Regions from separate parts of the Macaca mulatta genome. Here region 2 is linked to region 1. Evidence: chromatin contacts called from public Hi-C data. All regions are on one chromosome and are shown on one strand. The core of a region is the stretch at or near the end of the contact, and the rest is flanking DNA. Distances in the headings are between cores, read along the strand shown.

Region 1 (2,700 bases), core at 9-2,508:
AAACTATCAACTTTTTAAAATGTCCAGGATTGCATCCGTTGTTGTGTATGTGCGGGGATGGAGAAAAAGCGGGCAGGGTTTTAGAAATAACGCAGTAGTACGGGACAAAACAATCTCCAGGAACCAACTGGTTGAGCCGCCAAAACAGGAATCAGGCGCGCAGCCTCGGCCAGCCGGGAAGCCAGTGGCACCTATGGCCAGGCGAGAAACTGTTTACTTTCTCCACCCCACCCCAGATGCACACAATGGAGTTGGTGGCTTTGGAGATGAGAAGCGCCATCGGACTGTTAACCCCGAAGGGAAGAAAAACAAGCAACCCTAAACCACGCTCTGGGAAGGGCTGTAATTGTGCCGGTGACAAATCCGATGATTAATGGGCAGGAGCAGGAGGCGCGGGGAGACTGCACGTCCGTTCTGAGCTGGCTCCGGAGCAGTGGCGCGGCTTCCCACCCCGGGGCTGGGCCGCCGACCACGCAACGGTTGGAGAGGACTGAGGGAAGGGGGCGTCGAACCCACCCCAGCCCCGCGGCTCCTTTGTCCCCAAATCCGCCGACGGTCCACGGACCGCAGCTCCCGCCTCGGTGGGTTTAAGTTTCTTTGTTGTGCGTGTTTTCTTCTCCACTCCGTTTTGCCAACTGGGGGGAGGGGGCGCCCTCCGTCCAGCCCCCAAAGCCTCGCGGGGAGCCGCTGTTAGCGGCCACCCAGCGCGACCACACCGGTCCCGCGGTGGGGCCCAAGCGCGACCGGCCCCGGGGCGCTGCCGAGGTTCCCGCAGCCCCGACGGCCGGACTCTGACCCAGGGATGTGGGGCCCGCGTCCCTCCGACGCCCTCGCCCTGCTCACCTGCCAGCAGCTCCTGCAGGCTCTGGCTGAAGGTCTGCAGCTGTCGCTCGCTCGTGAGCCCCTTGGTACGGAGGAACTTGGAGATGAAGGACACGGCGGCGGCGATCTCGCCTATCATGGTGGCGGCCCGGGTGTAGAAGGGATGCATGGGGGCGGCGTGCGGGGACGGCCCGGGGCGGCCGGGGCTCGGCGGCGCGGCCCCGACGGCGGAGCGGCCACCCCGGGCTTCCTCACCGGGCAGAAGGCTGAGAGGAAGAGAGGGCGTGAGGGGCAGACGGCTACTTTTTTTTTTCTTTCTTTAGACTAAAAAAGTTATTTTCGAGACAGGAGGCGGCAGGAGAGAAGAACAGACGAGCGATGGCGGCCTGGTCACATCGCTCGGACCTCCCCAGCCGCCTCCGCCTCCAGCTCCCCAGCATCCGAATATCTCAAGAATCGCATTTCCAGCTCCAAGGGGCGAAGAGATGCAGGCGCCGTGCAGCACCCTTTATAGTGCCACGAAAAGGAAGTGGCGTAGCTGGAGCGTGACGGCCGACCCCAGCCAATCCGAATATCGCACCATTGTGACGCAAGCCGGTTCGGGGCCGAAAGGGGCGGGAAAAGAGTCCAGGAGGCGGGTCCAGAGACAGGGAAGAGAGGGAGGAGCTGACGTAATCCGCTTGTAAACAAATAAACCCGGAGTGGCGGCTGGAGACCCAGTTGCTGTGTCGAAGGACGGAGGGAAGCGAGGGTGCGCGTGTGAAAGCTCCGCCCCCAGCCCTAGCTCCGCCTTCCCGCTTCAGCAGGTCCAGGCTCTGCGCCAGTGCATCCTTCTGCAAGAGTGCGCTGCCTGGGCCCGCTTGCCCTGGAGTGTAAGTGCTGGATAAATAAGAGCCGCCTGGCGCAGGCTGTGTCTACTCTCGCGCCGCCTTCTCAGATCGGGCTGCATGTTCCCACTCCGTGTTTACATCTCGTTCCCGCTCCGGATCTCGGTGACTGGCTCCTCAAGCCGGAGGCGCGTGTGGTGCCGGGCGATGCGGGCTCCAGCGCTGTGTGTGCTGGCGGTGCGCTCCGCGAGTGCGGGGGAAAGTGGAGGGAACGGTCCCGCGGGGCGTTCAGTCCAGGGAAAAAGACTGCAGCCTCGGGGAGCCAGGGTCCCTCGCAAACGAGCTGCCAACGCCGCGGAGCCGTTTCTGCTCCACCCTAGGGGAAGAGTAGTGGGATATCTTTGTAAAAGTGTAATTGCAAAATAAGTAGGTTAGTAAGGCCATTTGTGGTTGCTGTTTCAGTAACTTCACCAGTCAATGAAGAGAAGAGTGGAAACCTTACTGGATGCGGACAGGAGAGCCAGTTACTGAAGGCAAATATAATAACGCAGATCCTGTAAAGAGTGGTCTGTATCCAAAAAAAAAAAAAAAAAAATCTGTACAATGTATTTTAAAATTTGTGTACACAAAACCAAAGATTTTTCTTTTTTACCTAGTCCAAATGCCCTCCTAGCCTGAGTCCTGCTCTTTATAAAAATAAAATAAAAAGAATTTGAAGCTTGTGAAAGTATTAAGTGTAGACATTTTAAGTTTATTTGAAACCCTACCAAAAAAAAAAAAAAAAACTTAGAAACCAGTGTAGCAGGAAGGCGGGAGCCTGCTAAAATGATTAGGCCTAGGACAGGGTTAACCCCAACTCCATTAAGGAGAAGGGGGAAAAGAGAAAAAAAAGATGAAGGGAGGCAGGCAGATGGAGAAAGCAAACAGGAGGCAGAAGTTGAACTCTACCAGATGGAAATAAATATCCCGACCTTAGTTGGTCATCAATATTGCAAAACACACCACTTTGAGTTTTTTTTTTTCTTTTTAATACTGAGCTAAAGGATATAGA
Region 2 (2,948 bases), core at 402-2,901, 240 kb after region 1:
TTAATTCTCAGGAGAGTTTTCTCCCCTGTGACACCCACACATTGGCAGACAGTTTGGAAAAAGAGGCTGAAGGAACATTAACATGCAAGATTTGTCAGTGTAAAGTTATCACCTTAAATATTTAGTATTAATTAACTGAACTCATTACTGCGATAAACTATAATGCGTTTATAGAAATCTGGATGGCTTGCAACAAATAAACCAACTGGGTTCTGCAATCTCTAAAATGTCAACTGCAGTGTATTTCACAAGACAGCAAGAACTGCAGATAAATAATTGTCTGTGGTTAGATGACACCTGTCAAGTTCAAAGAGGGTAGAGCTTGCAGGAAGGTAATGTTCCCTCCTCTCTAAATCTCAAAACCATGTGGTTGTTTCTCTTATTTCTTTGTTTCTTTTCTAAGTAGAGAACCTAGAACATCCTGCTATTGTGAGCAGAGACTACAGCTGGTTAAGTACCTTCATTACAGATTCCCCGCTAACTTAGTGTAAGGTTTTATGTTTATCCGGCTAGGAGTTAGGCTGTGGTTTTACCATTTGCTGTAGCTGTGGTATCAGGGGCTAAAATTACCCGTGCCCTTGCTTTTGTCTCCCCTGTTGTGCTTGAATTTTCCTAGAGACTCCTGACATAGGGACTGAGGCTTGCAGTTCTTCAAGCTGTAATCCCTTGTTATTTATGTGGAGCATCATTGCTGTGTTGGTACTGTATGCGGGGAGAGAAAGAATTCTACAGTCCTGTGATTAGATCTGTCTTTTAGTGAGCCTGAGTTGGGTATTTCCCTTTCCCAGGTCCGTGAGGCCCCTGGTAAAACACCTGTGGGATGCGTTCTTGTAAAGTACTTTCCCTTGAAGGAAATCCTTAAGGAGAACAGAGAGCTCTGGGCTTATTTCAACACAGAGCTCTGGGCTTATTTCTCCACGCCAACCCCTCAACCCCAAAGGGAAAGAGGAGAGGATTTTTCTTCAGGTTCCATAGTGGAAATCTGATGTTACTCCTGGAGGTACAACTCAGGAAGGTATGGGGAGGCCCCTGCGATCGGACCCCCTGGGAGTTTTTAAGTCTCAAACTTGTCCACACACAGCTTATAGCAATTTGTCAATTACTGTTCAGTTTCCTGGCTTCTGCTCCTGGTAAACTGAAATTCTCTGTATCCATCCCTCTGACTCCCCTGTTCTCTGGGAGGCAGTTTGGCCTGAGACCTCAATTCTCTGAAGGTTCTAAGAAGAATTGCCGGTTTTCAGTTTGTTCAGTTATTTTTGTTTTGTTTTGTTTTTGTTTTTTGTGGGGGGGGGTGTGTGTGTGTGTGTGTGTGTGTGTGTGTGTGTGTGTTTTAGATAAGGGTGACAATTTCCAAGCTGTTCACTCGTCAGATCTGGAAACTAGAAGAGCGCTCAGTTTTTGTGCACATTTCTTTTTCTCTGACTTCTCCTGAGCCTGAAATCTTTCCAAATGGTAGTTGTGGTCCCAAGTTGGAGAACTGATTAAAAAAATAATAGGAATTAAGATTTTAGATAGAACAAACCGAATGAACCACAAGGCAGGGCCCCAACTTTGTAACTGCCTCTCTCTTCTCAAGGTGTTCTGAAGCCAGACAGGTCCGTTGAGGGCAGCCCTGTCCTTCCAAAGCCCACTGCTGAATTTGGGTGATGCTAGTAACACAGAACGGTCTCTTATGCTCAGGTCAGGCACATTTACACATAGGCCAATTCTTTAGGACTGCCTCCTGGGAAGGCAATTGAATTGTTCTGTGTTGTAGATATTTGGGTACAAAACACATTTTCTCCACATTCTCAAGTGTGACATTCACAGATCAGTGAGTACCAGTGAAAAGGAAGAAGCATGACACACAGAAGTTTCAGAAAGAGGATGTTGGGGTTTAAGCAAAGCAGCAGAAAGGGAGCACCACGAAAGGCCCTGAGTTTACCAAGAGCCACCTAGGCCTCTACACAAAGAGCTGGGAGAGAAGGGAAAAAGAGGACAGAGTGGCAGAAAGAAGGCATTCTAGTCCTCTTCGGCCTTATTTTGGTATCTAGAGGAAGAAAAATGAGAGGAGTGAAACTACTTGTTTAAGGAAGTTCTCAAACTTTCATTGTGCCTCCAAATCACATGAAAAACCATGTAAAAATGCACATTCACATCCAGTGGATTGGGTGCAGGGCTCAAGATTTCTTCCTTCCTTCCCTCCCTCCCTCCCTTCCTTCCCTCTCTCCCTCCCTTCCCTCCCTCCCTCCCTTCCTTCCTTCCTTCCTTCCTTCCTTCCTTCCTTCCTTCCCTCCCTCCCTCCCTTCCCTCCCTTCCTTCCTTCTTTCCTTCCTTCCTTCCTTCCTTCCCTCCCTCCCTCCCTCCCTTCCCTCCCTCCCTTCCTTCCTTCTTTCCTTCCTTCCTTCCCTCCCTCCCTCCCTCCCTTCCTTCTTTCCTTCCTTCCTTCCTTCCTTCCTTCCGTCCTTTCTTCCTTTCTCTCTTTCTCTCCCTTTCTTTCTTTCTTTCTTTCTTTTTCTTTCTTTCTTTCTTTCTTTCTTTCTTTCTTTCTTTCTTTCTCTCTCTCTCTCTCTCTCTCTCTCTCTCTCTCTCTTTCTTTCCTTCTTTCTTTCTTTCTTTCTTTCTTTCTTTCTTTCTTTCTTTCTTTCTTTCTTTCTTTCTTTCTTTCTTTCTTTCTTTCTTTCATCTTATATAGAAATGAGGTCTTACTGTGTTGCCCAGACTGGTCTGGAATTTCTGAGCTCAAGCAATCCTCTCACCTTGGACTTCCAAAGTGCTGGGATTACAGGCTTGAGTCACTGTACTCAACCAGATTCTGCATTTCTAACAAGCACTCAGGTGATGGTGACAGCACTGGTGCTCATACCATGCCTTGAGGAGCAAGGGTCTAACACACCTTCCAAAGGGGCATTTCTTAACTCTCACTCTATGCTCACCTCTGAAATAACAGCAGCCACAGCCACTCACTT

What was found. A called contact is a pair of places that touch in the nucleus more often than the background predicts.
Region 2: a contact with region 1 is called in a Hi-C map of CD4 T cells, with 4 times the contacts expected there. The contact joins the enhancer-like site here to the promoter of BTG1 in region 1. A contact is called at or near these places in 2 of 14 Hi-C or Micro-C datasets (CD4 T cells and liver).

The regions. Positions count from the first base shown.
Region 1 is chr11:99,470,456-99,473,155 of T2T-MMU8v2.0, forward strand. It overlaps BTG1 (BTG anti-proliferation factor 1), which reads right to left and starts at 1,259. Exons shown (of 2, transcript NM_001266672.1): 1 at 844-1,259. The coding sequence starts at 991. It overlaps LOC144332708, which reads right to left. Exons shown (of 2, transcript XM_077953222.1): 2 at 1,354-2,025. The coding sequence ends at 1,787.
Region 2 is chr11:99,710,415-99,713,362 of T2T-MMU8v2.0, forward strand. No RefSeq gene overlaps it. Among named protein-coding and RNA genes, the nearest start is that of CLLU1, 21 kb to the right of the region's middle. Within about 2 kb of position 1,652, at least 6 of the 40 cell types and tissues checked have an H3K27ac peak or open chromatin away from gene starts, as enhancers often do. A contact at or near this core is called in CD4 T cells, where this site is marked.